Regions from separate parts of the Ovis aries genome. Here region 2 is linked to region 1. The links are chromatin contacts, called in public Hi-C maps. All regions are on one chromosome and are shown on one strand. Each heading gives the region's core, a stretch centred on a gene start, on an enhancer-like site or on the middle of the called end of the contact. The rest is flanking DNA. Distances are from core to core; before and after follow the strand shown. Region 1 holds the start of ATP6V1C1 (ATPase H+ transporting V1 subunit C1). Region 2 holds the start of AZIN1 (antizyme inhibitor 1).

Evidence for each region. A called contact is a pair of places that touch in the nucleus more often than the background predicts.
Region 2: a Hi-C map of tail adipose tissue shows a contact between it and region 1, with 2.9 times the contacts expected there. The contact joins the promoter of AZIN1 here to the promoter of ATP6V1C1 in region 1. A contact is called at or near these places in 5 of 16 Hi-C or Micro-C datasets (blood, hypothalamus, liver and 1 more).

Annotation. Positions count from the first base shown.
Region 1 is chr9:74,399,926-74,405,894 of ARS-UI_Ramb_v3.0, forward strand. ATP6V1C1 (ATPase H+ transporting V1 subunit C1) reads right to left here and starts at 4,050. Exons shown (of 14, transcript XR_009594993.1): 1 at 3,903-4,050.
Region 2 is chr9:74,534,511-74,540,560 of ARS-UI_Ramb_v3.0, forward strand. AZIN1 (antizyme inhibitor 1) reads left to right here and starts at 3,005. Exons shown (of 12, transcript NM_001291507.2): 1 at 3,005-3,389.

The sequences.
Region 1 (5,969 bases), core at 2,800-5,299:
CTTCCAAAGAAACCCCAGGGTTGATCTCCTTCAGAATGGAATGGTTGGATCTCCTTGCAGTCCAAGGGACTCTCAAGAGTCGTCTCCAACACCACAGTTCAAAAGCATCAATTCTTCGGCGCTCAGCCTTCTTCACAGTCCAACTCTCACATCCATACATGACCACAGGAAAAACCATAGCCTTGACTAGATGGACCTTAGTCGGCAAAGTAATGTCTCTGCTTTTGAATATACTATCTAGCTTGGTCATAACTTTTCTTCCAAGGAGTAAGCGTCTTTTAATTTCATGTTTGCTCTCCCCAATTCATCACTCAAGTAAGCTTGAGATCCTGTTTCCTGGTAATGACAACCACTTATTGAATATGTACTATGTGATCAGCACTCAACATGCTAAGCAATTCTGTACTTGATTCCTTCGAGGAAGATGGTATCACCACCCTTATTTGCAGATGAGAGGGCAGTTAATGAAGTCTTGCCCAAGGTTGCAGAGCTAGTGACTACATACATTTTACATGCAAGTTTACTAAAACACCACTCTTAACCTCTATGCCCCCAACATATAGTAGAGGGCCTGTCACTAAGAAGCACTCAGGTATATGTTCAACAGATAAAGGATGCCATCACAAAGGGTGTTTTACAACCAAATTGTACCTCTCTCCTCAAGGAGAAGTATGGAAATGTCTGAGATCATTTTAGGTTGTCCCAACATGGGGGGTCACTACCACCATTTAGCAGCTGGTGGCCAAACAAGAGGCAGTTCTGTCCAAAATGCCAACAACACCCATGGAGAAACACTAAACTATAGGCTAGCTCGTTAACAACAACAAAACACTGTCATGGTTAAGTCAATCTACCTGTTAACCACCTTTATTTACAAATAATTTCCTATTCATGGATAGTTTGCATAAAGTATCTTAAAAGATACATCAACCTCTTTCTATAAAATACCATTTTTACATTTGTCTAGCATTTTATTTTCAAATACAGAGCTAAGGTCGCATCTTCTGGTCTATAATGGAACCAAGGCACCTCTCCTCCACTGCCCTAAGGACTCCTCTTGGAACTCAATAAATATACAGCAGATTTGCTACACCTGTGGAACAGAATTTTGCTTCATTATCAAGAATAGAGTTTGAATTTTCTAGTTCCAAGGATCACTCATGTCGAAAAGAAAATTTAGATTGCCTGGTTTCACTGCTTGAGCTGTCTTTCCAAGAGCACCATGCTAATGGTTTCTACTATGTCTTTAAAATATCAGTGAAATGTGACCTGAACATGAATTAGATTGTAAATAAAAAGGTATAAAGTTGCACAGCCAAAGAGTGAAAAGGTATACTCTGGCAGACAGATTAGAACACGTACAAAAACAAAATTCAACTAAGAGGTATGTATTTCCATTGGGTCACAAAGAGTCAGACATGACTGAGGGACTGAACACACACACACACACACACACACACACATTTGGTGCAAACTGTAGTTACCCCTAAGCAGTACAGTTCAGTTCAGTCACTCCAGTCGTGTCTGACTCTCTGCAACCCCATGAATCACAGCACGCCAGGCCTCCCTGTCCATCACTCCATCCTGGAGTTCACTCAGATTCAAGTTCATCGAGTCAGTGATGCCATCCAGCCATCTCATCCTCTGTCGTCCCCTTCTCCTCCTGGCCCCAATCCCTCCCAGCATCAGTCTTTTCCAATGAGGCAACTCTTTGCATCAGGTGGCCAAAGTACTGGAGTTTCAGCTTTAGCATCATTCCTTCCAAAGAAACCCCAGGGCTGATCTCCTTCAGAATGGACTGGTTGGATCTTCTTGCAGTCCAAGGGACTCTCAAGAGTCTTCTCCAACACCACAGTTCAAAAGCATCAATTCTTCAGCACTCAGCTTTCTTCACAATCCAACTCTCACATCCATACATGACCAAGCAGACTCAAGCTCAAAAGGAAGACTGATCACTTAGGGACTGGTGGACCACAAGGAGACCCTTTGGCAAAGGTTTATTTTGGCATTCCAGCTTTGCTCTTTGGCCAATGCAATTATTTACAAAGTTGTGGAAATAATCAGAGAATCAGACTTTTGAAGCCCAAATGTTTCTTTTCAGGTAGAGAGAACTAATGTAAATAAGGCTCCGAAGACTGACAACAAATAATAAAAGCGATCATTTACTGCCCAGTTCTATACACGAACCATCTAGCTCACAGCATTCACTTTAGTCAGATCCCGAGTACTGTTTCTTTAGATTTTATCTAGTCCCTGCAAGATACACCGGGGAGAGAAAAAGATCCCGGGGTTCTGAGACATAAACCCGAGGTTCCCTCTTGAGCACAATTTGAGACGTGCTGGTTGCCAGAGAACCGTGATTGACAAGTTGAGCACCTTCTGCCCACCCTGCTGCTTATTATCTCCTCCAGCTGAACTGTACACTGAACAGCTTCACCCAAACTAACTAAAAAGCGGTTTTTAAAGCACTGACCACCGCTGCAGAATCCCTTTGAAGCTGTCCTACTCAAGTTTCACCGAAAGTGCTGAATCAAAGGTAAGAATGCACTAGGAGAAACTCACCCTTCTCTCTAGAGAGACTGTGGTTAAGTACTGGGCAGGTAATTGGCAGTCAGAAGACAGTAAAAGTTACGCTAGACTTAAAACACATCATCTGATCTGTTTCTAGATCCAAGAGTCTATCTAGATAGGTCCCAGTCTACACGATGAATGGCACTTTCATCTACTTCCTCTCAAAGACCTGTGAGAACAAAACAAACAAGAAAGGGACTTCCTGGACGGCCCCGGCGGTGAAGGATCTGACTCGCAATGCAGGTGACATGGGTTCGATCCCCGGCCAGGAAGCTCCCACATGCCTCAGGACAACTGAACCACGACTACTGAGCCAGCGCGCTAGAGTTTGTGCTTCACAAGAAAGCACACAGCTTGAGAAACCTGCACACCACAGCTAGGGAGTATCACCCCCGCGGCAACTGGAGAAAGCCGGCTCACAAGGAAGACCCAGCGCAGTAAAACACACAATAATTTAAAAAACAAAAACGTAATTCCTGTGACTGTTGTTCAATAAAAGGTATTCGGGAGTAGAGTACCAAAGGATAAGTTCGGAAGGCAGAAACAGATCTTCACAAAAGAGTCTCCCCAACCCCCAAATGATCCAACATCTCCTGTGTACTTCAGGGCTGTTTGCGGTGGGCGGGGGGGGGGGGGGGGGTTAGTTACAATGACCCTCAGTGAGGGGTGCAAACAATCTAATCTTTTCTCCCTTTGCTCTTCTGTTTCTAGGGGATTCAATTCGCCTGTGTGACTCTCTCCTCCAGTTCCTTTTCACGGTTTCTTGCCTACTCTTCCCCCATTCTAAAACAAACAAACAAACAAACAAACAACCACGGTCTGAGTTCTCTGGAATCCCTTTTTTTCCCCGTCACAGGGACCCTGCGTCCTCGGTGAGGGTCTCCTAGACCCTCTAAACTGCCATCACCTTATTCGCAAGCACGTACGCCCAGGGGAGACTGTCCCGCTCGCTGTGACCTCACACACACCACCCCGGATCCTTATCTGGGCCACTGTTACCTTTCGTCTCCCTGAGCGAGGATTCGCTGTGACCCTTACCCCAACCCAAGGAGAAACGCCTCAGACCCGCAGTGTTTATGCCTGCCTCTGCCACAGAACAGTCCCTAGGGCCCTTTCTCTTTTCCCCTCCTTCCCTTCCCCTTAAGAGACAGAACCCAGGCCCACGGCGGCGACAAACTCGCGCTAAGAAACCAGACACGGCCGCACAGCCGGCGGCTCCAACGCCACAGTCTCGGCCCCCGCGCCCGCCCCCATCCCTCCCAAGAGGCGACCGCAGCGCGAGCTTCGGCCCGGCCGGCGTTTCCGAGGCGGGGTAGCCATCGCTCACTGACCCACGGAAGTGTCAAACGAGGACGTGGCTGCAGTAACAGGCAGAGAGGCGGACAGCCTGGCAGGCGTTAACGGCTCAGCGCTCCATCCCTCCCCGACCTAAGCTCCGGCCTCACGGCTTCCTCGACCCCGGCGCCTACGGAGCAAGTCACGTGCCAGCCGGGACGGTCAGCTGACCGCGGCGCGCGCCGCCCCGCCTACGTGCGCCGCTCCGCCTATGCGCGCGCCACTGCGCAGCCGCCCCGGCCGAGCCCACGGAAGAGGGGCGGGGCTGGGAGGCTCCCCGAGAGTCTGAGCAGGGGGAGCTCTTCCGGGGTGGGTGGGGTTTCTGCTTCTGGAGGTCCGCCCGAGTCCCGTCCGCAACCTGTGAATTTCATCGCTGCCATCCTTAGGGTTACCCCACTTCTTTTCACGTTTCTGCGGCTTGGAATTTGCCTCCAGACTTCTCCACTCAGGATTTTGTTCGGACAGCCCGGTTTTCTGAGTAATACCCTTAAGAGTTCCCTTCAGCCTCTGATGCACCTTTTCTTTACAGTCCACTTCGAGTTAATCCCATACGTGTCCTTGGAGCATTTACTATGCGCTCGTCATTGTGCTCATTTTCTTAGGATTGTCTACCGGCGTGAATCACTCCTTGCAGAAGAGAGCTTGTAATCTAGTTCGGGCGTCTGTTGTGGGGCATGTGATAAACATCGGATGGTTGGAACCACAGTAGATAAAAATGAAAACCAAACAAGATTACAGGGCAGAGGCACGGACAGGAGAAATCATATCCTTTGGAAGAAAAAGATAGCAAGCCGCTCTTCTGAGCCGTGCATATTTCATTAGCTTAGGAAGGTAGGTGGTATTATTCTGGTTCAGAACATAATTTAGAAACGTTCAGTTCAGTTCAGTCGCTCAGTCGTGTCCGAATCTTTGCTACCCCATAAATTGCAGCACGCCAGGCCTCCCTGTCCATCACCAACTCCCGGAGTTCACCCAAACTCATGTCCATCGAGTCGGTGATGCTATCCAGCCATCTCATCCTCTGTGGTCCCCTTCTCTTCCTGCCCCCAATCCCTCCCAGCATTAGAGTCTTTTCCAATGAGTCGGCTCTTGCATGAGATGGCCAAAGTACTGGAGTTTCAGGGTTAGCGTCATTCCTTCCAAAGAACACCCAGGACTGATCCTTTAGAATGGACTAGTTGGGTCTCCTTGTAGTCCACGGGACTCTCAAGAGTCGTCTCCAACACCATAGTTCAAAAGCATCAATTCTTTGGCGCTCAGCTTTCTTTACAGTCCAACTCTCACATCCATACATGACCACTGGCAAAACCATAGCCTTGACTAGACGGACCTCAGTCGGCAAAGTAATGTCTCTGCTTTTCAATAGGCTATCTAGGTTGATCATAACTTTCCTTCCAGGGAGCAAGCCTGTTTTAATTTCATGGCTGCAATCACCATCTGCAGTGATTTTGGAGCCCCCTAAAATAAAGTCAGCTGCTGTTTCCACTGTTTCCCCATCTATTTGCCATGAAGTGATGGGACCAGATGCCATGATCTTAAGTTTTCTGAATGTTGAGCTTTAAGCCAACTGTTTCACTCTCCTCTTTCACTTTCATCAAGAGGCTTTTTAGTTTCTCTTCACTTCTTGCCATAAGGGTGGTGTCATCTGCATATCTGAGGTTATTGATATTTCTCCCGGAAATCTTGATTCCAGCTTGTGCTTCTTCCAGCCCAGTGTTTCTCATGATGTACTCTGCATAGAAGTTAAATAAGCAGGGTGACAATATACAGCCTTGACGTACTCCTTTTCCTATTTGGAACCAGTCTGTTGTTCCATGTCCAGTTCTAACTGTTGCTTCCTGACCTGCATATAGGTTTCTTAAGAGGCAGGCCAGGTGGTCTGGTATCCCCATCTCCTTCAGAATTTTCCACAGTTTATTGTGATCCACACAGTCAAAGGCTTTGGCATAGTCGATAAAGCAGAAATAGATGTTTTTCTGGAACTCTCTTCCTTTTCCATGATCCAGCGGATGTTGGCAGTTTTATCTCTGGTTCCTCTGCCTTTTCTAAAACCAGCTTGAACA
Region 2 (6,050 bases), core at 1,755-4,254, 130 kb after region 1:
AAAGATTTGGAGTGACACTTATAATAGCTTTCCAAGTGTTCTCCCTGCCACAAATATATAGTCCCTTTTCTTCTCACCCTTACACTCTCCCCTTTTCTAAAATTCAATTCACTCTTATGACTGAAACATTTTTGGCTAAGAATCCAAACTTCTTAACATGAATTTGGAGTTTACCGATGACATGCCATTTTCCCAAATCAGAAGAATCCCTTTCAGGAATATGACATTCTGATCATTCATTCCATCTTGAACACCCTCCATGAATGGCTTGACCTCCCACTATTGTGATTCTTCTCCTACTCCTTGGGCTGGTCCTCTTTCTCTCCTCTCTATCATTTCTCTAAGTCCTGTGCTTAGATCCCTGTTCCTTTAGACCTTAACATTTCCTTAATTACCATGTCTATAGGAGAGGGTCCCAAATTTACAGCCAAAAGGGCTCCAGATCTCTGTGTTTTCAGAGGCCTTTGGACCATTTTTACATGAATATCCTATCGACAGCTTGGACTATGCTCAAGGAAGGCTCATAGTCTTCCCCCAAAACTGGGACTTTCTATTTCTCCGTTTGTGATTCCAGAATTCTCCCTGTTGATTAGTTTCATATCCCCAAATAATCTGCTAACTTCTCCTCTCCCTTCCATTCCCTGATAGCTCAGATGGTAAAGAGTCTGCCTGCAGTGCTGGAGACACAGGTTCGATCCCTGGGTCGGGAAGATCCCCCGGAGAAGAAAATGGCAACCCACTGAAAATCCCCTGGAGAAGGAAATGGCAACCCACTCCAGTATTCTTGCCTGGGAAATCCCATGGATGGAGAAATCTGACAGGCTACAGTCCCTGGGGTTGCAAAGAGTCAGACACGACTGAGTGACTTCACTTCACTTCCTCTCCCTTAACATTCAAAATTATCCCTACTCTCTATGCCTTCATCCATGCCTTCCTCTCTATCCCACATTTCCTGCTTCTCTTAACTATGTAACAGCCGCCTTCATGGTTTCCTCTCTTCTAAACTTTCTATTTTCAATCCCATTGATGCTAGAGAAATCTTAAAAACAAACAAACAAACAAAACTTTGAGTATATCATGTCCCCAATTAAATGGTTCCGAAATGAGGTCCAAGCTCTGATCCCTACATTTCACGTCACCCTCCTTTTCAACCTCATTTGCAACCGTACCTATGCTGGAGCCAGAAAGCTAGTTCACAGTTCTTTGAACTGGCCCATTTCTGTGCCTTTTCTTAAGTAGTTCCCTTGCCTGGAATATCTGCTCTCAAAAGTCACTTATTTCCCATGTCTGGAGTGTCTGCTCTCAAAATCTCTCTCCACCTTTCCCCAGTAGCTTTTCTCCCACTGAGTTGCGGTTACTTCCCCCTTTCACTGGATTCCACACAGCATTTTATCTGTTTACAACAATTACTTAGTTATTTGATGTAGTGTTATTTCCCCCTGCTAGACTGTTATCAAGATTTCAAGTGTATTCATTTCTAGCCTTCCTCCCTCCAGCAGGGGGTCTAGTAAAGTGCTGTGCTTGTAAATGTTCTGAAACGAAAAGAATTTTTAAGGAATGAAAGAGAAAACCAAGAGACAGCACAGTGAAATATGTAAATATGAAATCGGGAACAGAGTCCACAGCCCCTAGTTTTTACCTAGTACTTTCACCTCAGAGCCTATGTTCAGCATTGCTACCTTCCTACCCAGGAAAGCTCTCTCTTTCATATCTGATTTGTAGCAACCACAGTGCTAAAAGTAAACAGATGGTCGGGAAATGCCAGGGGAAAAAAGTCTGTCTTTATCTCAAAGATTTTGGAGTGTGTGTCAATATATATTTCATTTGTGCCGTTGCAGCTGAGTTGCAAGGCATTAGCACGGGAGGACTCAGGGTTTCTGATGGGGAGCGCGACGACATTTTAAAAACATGAGAATAAACTAAAAGCCATGTAGGTAGCCCTAGGCTCCCCAGTAAAAATAAGTTTGCTCTGTATGGCAACCCAGTCCAGTGTTCTTGCCTGGAGAATCCTAGGGACAGGGGGAGCCTGGTGGGCTGCCGTCTATGGGGTCACAGAGTCGGACACGACTGAATTGATTTAGCAGCAGCAGTAAAATTAAAATGACCGCGCAATGAGACGTAGGGAATTGAAGTACTGTGCCCTTGTAACGTCGGTAATGCCCTCTCCAATACAGGTCCTTCATGAATAAGGACCGGGTCGGCTGGCCTCAACCATTCTAAAAAGAAAGCCATAAAAGCCACACTCCTTAAAACAAAAAAAAACAAAACCCTACTGCACCACACTGCAACGTGCGAACACTGGGGACATGCCCACGCGGTCACGAGCCCCTGCAACCACCCGAACACTGGGCCGAGCCGTTCTGGCCCTTAGGAACTCGCTTCCCAAAAAGAGGAGCGCCGCATCCCGCGGGGGCTGGAGCTTCACCCCGGGAGGGCAGTCCCCAGGCGTAGCCTACAGAGGCCGCAAAAAGCGGAGAGCTCTCGAGGAGGTAGCGGGGCGGGAAGCTCCAGGGGTGGCCCCCCTCTTTCACCCTCTTCCAGGCAGAGCAGGTTCCAGGCAGTGCAGGCGTCGCGCCAGCTTCGGGCCCGGACCGCGCTTGGCGCCGCGGCCGCCGGGCCCAGCTCCCAAAGCGCCCCGGCCCGCCTCGGGCGTGAGCGCAGGCGCCCGGGCGGCGGGGGCGCGGGCGACGACGCGCTCTGTCCAGGTCACCTCCCTTCTCCCCCGCCCGCCCACGTCCGCGCAGCGGGCCCTCCACCGGCCGGGGAACCGGTGGAGGGCGGGAAGTAGCCGGGGGCGAGGGGCGGGGGGCGGGGGAGACAGGCACCTGCACCGCGGGGTCGCCCCGCCCCACCCGCTTCGGCTCGCCCCGCGCCGGCCCCCTCTCTCTTCCGCCCGCTTCCCTCCTCTCAGCGCCGCGGCCCCGCGCCGTCCGGCTCGCGCGGCTGGCTGTGACGTCACCAAGCCCCGCCCCTCAGTATAAAGCCTGGCGTTGCCGGCGCCGCCTTCCCACACTCGCTGGCTCTTCGTTAGGTTGCTGTGTGTTTCCTTTTTTCCTTTTTTTTTTTCCCCCCCCTCCGCCTTCTCTGCCTCTTCTCATCCTTTCTCGCTCTCCGGCTCTGCGGTGTGACGAGGCCGAATCCTCTCCGCACCCAGCCCTCTCGCCTTTCTTCTTCCTCTGCCCGCGCCGTTGTTCCATTTCTCTCCCTCGGCCGCCGCCGCCGCTGCTGCACAGCTGGTGTCGGTGCCGCGCTTTCCCCCCCACGTCGTCCCCGCAGCCTATGGCCCAGGCCGCCTTGGGTATTTCTGCTCAAGGTAACCACATCCCTCTTTAAAAATTCCGCCGAAAAAGAGAAGACGCTTTACCCGACTCTTTGGGCCGTTATCTCACGTGAGTAGTGACCCTAGGAGGGCGGGCTGGGCCGGTGCCGGGGCGCGGGGCGCCGGGGGGTGGGTCGGCCTGGGGAAGCTGTCGGCCGCCTCAGGCTGGGCCCCGCCGACCGGCCGGCGTTCCTCCGCAGCGTCCCCGCGGCCGGCCACCTCGAACATGGCGGCTGGCGGCGTGTGTGGCGGCGGCGGCCGGTGGCTCAGCGGCGGCGCGGCGGGCTGGGGCGGCTGGCGCGCCTCGGGTGGCCGCCGAGCCGAGCCCCGAGCGGCTGCGGTTGGGTCGAGGGGGCGTGTGCGTGTGTGTGGACTGGGGGGCGCGCTCGGGGGTCTCGCCGCCGCGGGGCTCGGCGTCGCCTCCCGGCGGCAGGCGGCCCCCACCCCGCTCCCGTGGTGCATTGCTGTTTCCGGGGAGGGGGCCGGGCTGCAGCCCCGAGGGGCCCTGGTGCAGCCGCCCGGCCCTGAGCGGCGCGGCACCGCGCTTTCGTCTCGGGATCCCGGGCTGGCGGCGCGGCCGGCTGCAACCGTCGCGGCCTTAGGTTATGAATGGAGCGGGGCGGGCCCGGCGCCGGCCTCCTGTGACAGCTGCCGGGGGAGGACGGGTGCCTGAGGGTGCGGAGAGCGCGGCCCTCCCCTCTCTGCCGGAGGAAAGTTGACGCCGCCAAGGGGCCCGGCGGCGGGGAAACCCCGGTGTCAGGTAGCTAGCAAGAGGCCTTTGGCCCCTTCTGGAAGCCTCGGGGCTGCCGCCCCGCCCCCTGCGGCGCTGGCGATTGGGCCGAGTCGCCTTCACTCACCCCGGGCCGCCTCCTGGAGCCCAAGGATTAGTCACCATGGCTTCGTTTTCCCGTCCGCGCCACGATTCCTGGGCCGAGAGAGAGAGAGCAGTGGGCTTCGATGGCTTATCAAGTACTATTTTGGCAATTAACGGTGGTGTTTCAGTACTTCCCTGGTTGCTCAGACGGGTAAAGAATCTGCCTTGCAATGCAGGGAACCCAGGTTCGATCCCTGGGTCGGGAAGATCCCCTGGAGAAGGAAATGGCAACTACTCCAGTATTCTTGCCTGGAGAATCCCAATGGACAGAGGAGCCTGGCGGGCTACAGTCCTTGGGGTCACAAAGAGTCGGCCACGATGAGCGGCTAACAATTTCCACCAACGGTAGTGTTTTAACAGCCTTACCAAGTGTATATCCTAAACGTGTGTGTCTTAGGCTAAGCTACTGGTTCGGGCGCACTGTTAACGGCCCCAGGATATTTCAGCAGCTTTAACGGGATTTTGTGGTTGCATCGTGGACACATTAAGATATTTTGTGTCCTGTCGTGTTTCTACCTTTCAGCCTCCTGCTTGGATAGGAACCTGAAGGCTCTAGGGAGAGAGTCGATAGGTGATGAGGAAAGGTTGTTATAGATGAGCCTGGCAGAAATACGGCGAATGACTATAGGGCAGAGCCCTGCCAACCCTTTGATTTCTTTTACAAATATAGGATGCAGATGCTGGTTATGAAGGCAAATAAGCCCTGAAGAGTTAGTGGGAAAGATATAGGCTCCTGATGGTCATAGGTGATAATGGAAGGTACCGTAATCAAGTAATCAGTGCCGTCCCTCTTGCCACTCAGGTTTAACTTAAACATTTTCAAACATACAGAGGGAGTGAAAGAATTGTACCCTCACGTGGATTCAGTAAACGATTAACATTTTGCTTTACTTGTAATTGCTTTATTCATTCATCAATCTTTATTCTGTGTATTTCAAAGTAAGTTGAAGAAATGAGAACACTTTACCCCTTCAACTTCAGTATGCACATATCATTAATCTAACACTGTTTAAGTATTTCTTTAAAATCGGGTAAATTTTACGTAACAGCAAAAACCACACGTCTTGAATACACCATTTGACGAGTTTTGACAAAAATACAGCTGTGTAATACAAACCTTTATCAAAGATGAGAAAAGTGCCATCAAACCCAGAAACTTCTCTTTTGCCCCTTCAAGCTCCATCCCTCACTACCCACAAAGGCATTCACTGTTCTTTTTATTAACCATAGATTAGTTATTATGGAAGTCTATTCTAGAACTTCCATATAAATGAAACTATATATTGTGTGAAAGGTTTCTTTAACTCAGAATGTTTTTGATATTCATCCACAGTGCGCTCACCAGTAAATTGTTCCTTTTAACTGCCGAATAGTGGTCCATTATAAGAATACCTTGCTTGATTTCTTTTTTTCTTTAAACAACTTTATTTTGGAATAATTGCAGATTTGCAGAAAAGTTACAAAGATAATACAGAGCTATTCATACTTTTCACCTAGTTTACCTTATAAGAGGTGGTACATTTGTCAAAATTAAGAAACTGACTTTGATACATTCAGTTCAGTTCAGTAGGCCAGTCCTGTCCGACGCTTTGTGACCCCATGGACTGTAGCATGCCAGGCCTCTCTGTCCATCACCAACTCCCGGAGTTTACCCAACTCATGTCCGTTGAGTCGGTGATGCCATCCAACCATCTCATCCTCTGTCGTCCCCTTCTCCCACTATCAATCTTTCCCAGCATCAGGGTCTTTTCAAATGAGTCAGCTCTTCACATCATGTGGCCAAAGTATTGGAGTTTCAGCTTCAGCATCAGTCCTTCCAGTGAACACTCAGGACTGATTTCCTTTAGGATGGAATGG